Linked DNA regions of Danio rerio: region 1 is linked to region 2. Evidence: chromatin contacts called from public Hi-C data. All regions are on one chromosome and are shown on one strand. Each heading gives the region's core, a stretch centred on a gene start, on an enhancer-like site or on the middle of the called end of the contact. The rest is flanking DNA. Distances are from core to core; before and after follow the strand shown. Region 1 holds the start of atp8a2 (ATPase phospholipid transporting 8A2). Region 2 holds the start of naa50 (N-alpha-acetyltransferase 50, NatE catalytic subunit).

Region 1 (4,196 bases), core at 165-2,664, 320 kb after region 2:
AAGGTGCACATGTGGAACTGTGAGGTAAAAGTTTCCCTATATTAGTATAAGGTACCACCCCAATGACAAGTATTGTACCCCACCTTTAATTGTGTTTTCTTTTTTAATTATTTCCCAAATTATGTTTAACTGAGCAAGGAAATTTTCACAGTATGTCTGATAATATTTTTTCTTCTAGAGAAAGTCTAATTTGTTTTATTTTGGCTAGAATAAAAGCAGTTTTTTTTTTTTAATTTAAAGTCAACATTATTAGCCGCTTTGAGCTTTTTTTCCCATAGTCTACAGAACAAACCATCGTTATACAATAAATTGAATAATTAGTCCAACCTGCCTAGTTAAACTAATTAGTTATGCATTTAAATGTCACTTTAAGCTGTATAGAAGTGTCTTGAAAAATATCTAGTCAAATATTATGTACTGTCATCATGGCAAAGATAAAATACTTCAGTTATTAGAAATGAGTTATTAAAACTATTATGTTTAGAAATGTGTTGAAAAAATATCTGTTAAACAGAAATTAATGAAAAAAACATGGGGCTAATAAGGCACGGGGGGGGGGGGGGGATAATTCTGACTTCTGACTTAAACACAGTAAATTGCAACTTTGTACAGCAAAACTATGTAATTGCACATTTTTACATTTTATGATTGAGGTCCTGATCTCATTAGGGGTTTGTGGCATCTAAAAGATTGTCAACCCCTCAGCTACATGTCAGCATCTAATTGAAAATACGTTGTCTTATTTCTTTCCTAATTATAAAGTAATTAATAAAAAGGTTGACATTAAACCAGAGGCACATGCCCTCAACAGGTGATGCAGACCTGTCTATGAGCTTAGAAAGTCAGAGCGCTTTAAACAGTCACGTGACGAGCTAAACACCCCACTGAGGGAGTTTCTCTCTCAAACGTCAATGCAGATCTGGATAAGATTAATTGTTGCCGCATCACGCTTTATCTCAGAAGAACACTTGACCCTAATTTATCACTGAAAGCAAAACGTCACCCTGGTGACCCGTGTGTTTACACTGCGAAAACCACAGGTCACCCACAACAAGAGCAGGTGCAGGACGACTGATGCTGACCAATCACAGCATCTAAAACCCGTCTCTAATATGTCATAATAATGAATAATACTCTAATAAAATGAGCATCCGAATGACCAGCGGCACAGAAGAAAACGCAGGCGTCAACACATCCACCGTCCCCCGTCGGCAGATTATGTCATCTTACCTCCCTCGCTGTGGATCTTCTTCGAGCGTCGGTTGAAATACATTGTGCGCGGCGATGTGGAGCTTCCAGCAGCGCGGGCGAGCTGTGGGCATACTCGCGCTTCAGCGGGGGTTTGCGGGCCACAGGCGCAGGGATGCGGTGTTTGATGGAGGCAACATAGTTCCTATTGATGATGGGTCACCCTCAGGCGCGCGCACTGGCCCGGGCACGCGCTTCTGCCATCCTGGTGATCCGTCGCATTATTGCTCGTGCAAACGCACAGGCGAATCCGCGCGCGTTCCGTCATCAGAGGCAGACCCCGCCTGGACTTTCTCTGAATGCCAATACGCCCTCATATGGTATGGATGGACCTCAATGGACTCCTTCTGGTATTTATTTGTGTAATTATTACTGTGGGTAAAATTGAATACACTGCAAAAAATGCAGGGTTCCACACAATTGATTTGTGTTGGGTCAACATGAATGAATTATTAAAACTTGTTAGTTTTTACAAATTTAAGTGGATTGAACATAAAGCAATTGAGTTGTCTCAAAACAACCTAATGAATTGTGTTGTTTCAGCTCATTTTAAATAAGTTGTTTAAACAAACAGCATTTTTTTAGTGTAGGCTTAATTGAAAATATCAATTAAATGTTTAAGCGTATTTATTTGGGCTATTTTGTTATTGTTATTTATGAATTTGACATTTTAAAGTATTTTATTGGTTCGGTATTCAATCAGATTTTATAATTAACAATGTTTAGGTCCCACCTTTGGCACCATGTTGGTTCAGGGTTAAAAGTGGCATTCATAAGTATTTAACTATGTATTTAATGTTTAAACTTAAGAATTTACAGCTATGGAAAATGGGTTTTTCTGAATTGATGATTTATAGTTAGGTGTTTGATTAAAACACCTGGTACATTTAATTCTAAAAAAGCCGTTGACATTGATGCAAATTTTAAAAAAACCAAAACAATCCAAATAAATAAACTAAAATAAATATAATAGTTATGTGTAATAACAATGGAACGACACATGGAGAAAGTACTGAACTATTTAAATGCATTTAATATTTTGTATAATGGACTATTTTGTCTTATCTGTTGCTCAGGTGTGATTTTTTGCCAAGACTCCAAAAGTCTTGGAAAGATTTAATTTGGGCTTTCCGTGCCTTTTTACGCCTCCCTTTCTGCATGTGTTTATTATGTTTTCCCTCTCTCATTTCAAGTAATTACACATAACTTAATTTCTTAAGTAATTAGTTTTGGTTTCTTTTCATTTGTGGATAACTTTGGTTGTTGCTGACATCTGGTGAAAATTTCAAAGAAATACAGAATAAATAAGAATTATTAAACTCCCTGAATTATTAGCACCCGTTTATTTTTTCCCCCAATTTCTGTTTTCTAAACATATTAGTTTTAATAACTCATTTCTAATAACTGATTTATTTTATCTTTGTCATGATGACAGTAAATAATATTTGACTAGATATTGTTCAAAATACTTCTATACAGCTTAAAGTGACATTTAAAGGTTTAACTAGGGTAATTAGGCAAGTTATTGTATAATGATGGTTTGTTCTGTAGACTATCAAAAATATATAGCTTATGGGACTAATAATTTTGACTTTAAAATTAAATTTTTTAAAAAATACTTTAATTCTAGTCGAAATAAGACAAATAAGACTTTCTCCAGAAGAAAAATATTATCAGACATTCTGTAAAAACGTCCTTGCTCCATTTAACATCATTTAGCGAATATTTAAAAAAGAAAATCAATTTCAAAGGGGGTTTAAAAATTCTGATTTTAACTGAATGTTTTCTGAGAAAAATGGTCATGTGCTCAATACTTATTTTAACCGATGTGTGTGTATAAATCCAAGTACTTTATATTAAATTTAGTAAAAACTACTTAATCAAGTAAATCCAGCGAAATTGCATCTCTGATTGTTCTGTATCCTTATCTTAATGTTTGTTTAACTTTTTCATCCTTGTATATGATTAAATATAATCCACTGTTAAGGCCCGTTCGCATAATTAGGCCTGATCATTTTTTTCGCATGTACATTTTTTTTCAATTAAATTTCATGTTTAATGCTTTTTTTCTTTAATAAGGGCATTTTTAGAGTGCCAATAATGAAAGCATTAAACATAATCTAAAATGCTGTAACGATAATGCAACAGAACTCAGTTTCCCTGCAAGCATGCTTTAGAAACTTTAAGTCTAAATTACAACTATAACAATAACAGCACAAAGAAACAATAGTTTAAATCAGAGATAAAAAAAAAACAAAAAAAACATTAACAGCCAATCAGAATCCATCCTACACTCTCAGAAATAAAGGTAGGCGAGCTGTCACTGGGGTGGTACCTTTTCAAATGGTACAAATTTGTACATAAAAGGTCCATATTATTACCTCAAGGGTACATATTAGTACCTAAAAAGTACAAAAGTGTTCCTCTTAATTTTTTAGGTACTAATATATACTTCTGAGGTACCAATATTGACCTTTTAAGTACAAATGGTAACCTTTACCACCCAAGTGACAGCTTACGTACTTTTATTTCCGAGATGGTACTTTTAAAAGGCAAGCATTTTAAGTGGCAAAACAATATTATGCATAGGTGTAGATGTTAAAATTTTATTCCTACAGGTATTTTACCAATTTTGGCATAATCAGTTTGTTTAATCCAATATATACCCTATTAAATTCAGACTTAAAATCAGTTCATGTGGTGCTTAAACATAACTGGCAAATTGGATTTAAAATAAAACAATTCTACAAATTAAAAGCACTGATTTATATTTAATTCTATTCTTAATGCTATTGTGTGTGATTTCAGGTCATTTCATAATATGAAGCTTTCTGATATTTGAAATCGAGTGTTTTTGCATTATTATTAACCACTTTTGATCAATATGATGCATCCTTTATGACACCAAACTCATAATTAAAATGTAAAAATCTCTTTCTGAATTCAGC
Region 2 (3,971 bases), core at 354-2,853:
TCAAGTCAAAAGACAAATGTTCTCTGCCAATAAGTGATTTTAAGCATCATCTTTGGAGGCTTTTCTGTCTTGGTATTCAAGTGTCAAAAGGTTCAGCATGGTTCAGATCAGATCATCTTATATGCTAAACACTGCCTTCTAAAGTCATTTGTTTATTTTCCTTTGGCTCAGTCCCTTTTTATTAGGGGTCACCACAGTGGAATGAACAACCAATTAATCCAGCATATGTTTTACTCAGCGGATGCCCTTCCAGCCGCAACCCACTGTGAAAAACCTATAAACTCTTGACACACACTTACACACTACAGCCAATTTTGTTTTATCCAATTCACCTATATCGCATGTCTTTGGACTGTCAGAGGAAACCCAGGCGAACATGGAGAGGACATGTAAACCCCACACACAAATCCCAACTGGCTCAACTGGGACTCGAACCAAGAAGAAGCCACCCCTACCTTTAAACTGACTATTGTAATTGTATTGTAATTGACAAAACACATGTTTACCTGACAAGCAGTGATGGAAAGAGTACTGAACATCATACTCAAGCATAAGTACTGTTATTTGCCAAAATAATGCAGTGCAAGACACTTGTAAATGTATCTGTTTTCTAAATACCACTCGATGTGTGAGTAAAAGTAGCCTTTCTAAAAGTACTCAAGAAGAGTAGTGATTAGGCTATCGCATACTATGCTGTGATTAATAAATTATTTTACCTTACACCCTTCAAACTAAAAATGTAACTTTCGTTGGTGGCATTTTCTTTTAAGGGTGTTTCTACGTGTAAGTAGACAGTCATGGACTATACATTTAAAATGTCAGATTAATTTAATTTTAGAACACATTAAATGAATATATGCACCTATAATAAGTCAACAGATTGCAGCAAGTTGATGCATTTATATGTGGAGTGAAATCTGTGTAACCTAAGGGGCAAAATCTTGCTGTAATAAGCAAATAAAGGAATTTTTAACAGTGTAATTTTGAACACGGTATTGTGAGTTTAAATATAAGTTTGAAATACAAGCCAACACAAACTCAAAACAATAAAACCTGGTCTGGTTTCACAAACAGGGAGAAGATAAATGTTTTATTCCAAGGACAACACTTTTATTTATTTTACAAAATATTCTTGTATTAGATCACGTCCATGAAATATGTTTTTATTTTTTTTTAAATCCTTCTAAGTCTTTAGAGAAGGAGATTATACAACATTTTATTTGGATTAAAACAATAAGACTTGTATTATTAAGTCACAAAAACGCAATTTCCCGTTTTTTTTCTATTTCCTGTTGCTAGTTGTCAGTGGTGAAGGTTGACAGCAGCAGCCTCCCAGAATTCAAGGTTGCCAAATCAACCATCAGTAACCACCGACTAATTACTTATGTATAGTCGTAAATGCCTATTTCGGGGTTCAATCTCAACTCATATGACATAATTTATATCTATAAATGAACATTATCGATAAATCAACTATAAAAAACAACTAAAATATCGTTTTCCTAATTCACAATCTGATCTAAGTTATATGTGTTGGTTTAATAGGAAAGACTTGGCAACCTTCGGCCACAGCACAGAGGCAAATGCGGACTGCTTAGCTTGTGTGCTAGCAACATACATGTGGAGGGGATCACATCCCAAACTCTGCCCAAATTTCCCTTTAGACTGCCAAATACCGCCAACTGCCCCTGTATCCCTCACAACAAACGTGTTTTCTTCAACATGAAAGGGTGAGTAGACGACAGAGAAGGCTCTATTCCTCTCAAGTAAAGTTTTCCCCTCTCTATTCTCTTTTTTCCAGCAGGGGGGCAGTGGAGTTGCTCTAATGCTAGCTGTTAGCTCTCTGCGCGCTTAATGTGGAGAAGAGACATTTGCGCCGCGTTTTTACACCTAGTTTTACCTTAATCTTTTCCCAAAATCTCCAGAAAATAGCTTAAAAGTGCCTCATGTAATCTAGCACCAGATTAAATCTTATGCCAGTACAAACGGCACGAGTGAAGTCCGTGCCAAACTGGATCGTGTGTCGAATCTAAATCCGAAAATGTTGAGTCAGTCTTCAAGTTGCTATCTTGGTTAGCAAGCCAATCTGAAACCTCTCCCAAATGGGCGCCCAGATGGATCGTTACATTTAATAGCAGTGTATTAAAGCTTGTTGCTGTCATGTTGGGGTTAATGTGAGATTATTTTGATGTAAGAATTGAAATGTGACACACGTGATGGAGTGAGCTTAGCCGCATAGCATGTCCTCTTTGAAAATGACAGAACAAGTTCATACGGTCTTAAAACACTTTATGAAGGACGATTCTTTAACGTTTGATGGATGAAACGATGCATAAATATGTCTAATATGCTACGTTAAGCTCACTGTAGTGGTTTGCTGTGACCATGTGTGTAGAATAAAGAAAAGTCAGCGATATTTAAATTTTTATTCTAAATCCAATTCTGTTTTATATCATAAAATATTTCATATTTTAAAGTTTTGAATTCACATCTGTAAAAAAGTGGTACCCAGCCCTGTTCCTGGAAGGCCTCCAGCAGTACACATTTATCCGACACACCCATTAAGAGTCTCTGCTATGGAGCTGAAGGGAATCAGGTGTTTCACTAGAAAAAAACATACTAAATGTATTTTTAAGGGGCCCTTCATGAACAGAAGTGGTGCACCATTGCTTTAAAAGTCTGCAATATCATCTGAAACGTATTTACTCTCATCGCTTTACCAAGCATTGGTAAACTTTATTATCTAACTTGTTTTAATCAGTGGACTTTGATTTCAAGACCGTGTATAGTAGTATAGGCATTTGTTCTGTGATCATAAGTTCTGTAAACTCTATTTAGTGTGTATGTTTTTCTCCTGTCAACTCATGCTGGTTGTTCAGTGGCAGTGGTGAACATGTGACCAGCAGCTGTTGTTGGTGTTGGGCTTCAGTTTGCTGCCTCCCTATAAATACCTGCTTTTTGCACTGCTGGTTTACGGTGATCATAGTTATACAAGAAATGTGTAGTTTTGTGGGTGCACCTTTAGGGTATCTCTCTCTCACACACACCCACACACACGAAAGATAAATGAGGATGTGCTGATACTAAGTTATTATAGGGGTAGTTCACCCCCCCCACCCCCACCCCCCCCCCCACCCCCCCCCAAATACAATTTTCTCACCATTTATTCGATCTAAGGTGTTTCCAAACTTTTACAAATTTTTTTCTTCAGTTGAACACAAATGATGTCGGAAAAAAGAAACCAAATTTAAATTAATGGCTGTTTTTTTCCTATCATTTTTCAGTATATCTTCCTTTGTTCAACAGAAGAAACTCAAACAGGTTTGACATAAGTGGACTATGAGGAAACAATGACAAAGTTATAATTTTTAGGTGAACTATCGCTTAAATACAATACAAATTTTAATATAAAATAAATGAAATACTCTGTTGCATTCAACTATAGAAGTAATTTAAGTATTACACCATTAAATGTGATTAAATAGTGAAGATCATGTATACATTATTAATTTTACTGTTCCTGAAGTTCAATGAGCACAAATGACAATGATGTATAAATCTAATATTAGGTAAAAATGGATATCCATAGACGCTTTGTATGCAGCAGAATCAACTGATAACTGATATTGTACTAATATCTTGGGCTTTTCTAATAGTAAAGCTGTAATATTGTCATTTATGTGGACTGTTTGCTGACCTGACATGTAAAGAAAAGGACATTGTTTGTCAGTTCACAGCTAGTTGACCATTCTGCTTTTGTTCTAGTAGCCGGATCGAGTTGGGGGATGTTACACCCCACAACATTAAACAATTGAAGCGTCTGAATCAAGTGATCTTCCCTGTCAGCTACAACGACAAGTTCTACAAAGATGTTCTTGAAGTGGGAGAGCTTGCCAAGCTAGGTATGTAACAACGCTGATGCAAAACACTTACATTTGAATTCACTTCACTTCACAACAAAGCCGTAACTC

Evidence for each region. A called contact is a pair of places that touch in the nucleus more often than the background predicts.
Region 1: a contact with region 2 is called in a Hi-C map of hematopoietic stem cells, with 2.4 times the contacts expected there. The contact joins the promoter of atp8a2 here to the promoter of naa50 in region 2. A contact is called at or near these places in 1 of 18 Hi-C or Micro-C datasets (hematopoietic stem cells) and 1 of 4 datasets of contacts at active chromatin or transcription factors (embryo).

What each region holds. Positions count from the first base shown.
Region 1 is chr24:25,378,123-25,382,318 of GRCz12tu, forward strand. atp8a2 (ATPase phospholipid transporting 8A2) reads right to left here and starts at 1,415. Exons shown (of 37, transcript XR_012399299.1): 1 at 1,231-1,415.
Region 2 is chr24:25,053,613-25,057,583 of GRCz12tu, forward strand. naa50 (N-alpha-acetyltransferase 50, NatE catalytic subunit) reads left to right here and starts at 1,604. Exons shown (of 5, transcript NM_001003623.1): 1 at 1,604-1,730; 2 at 3,769-3,902. The coding sequence starts at 1,723.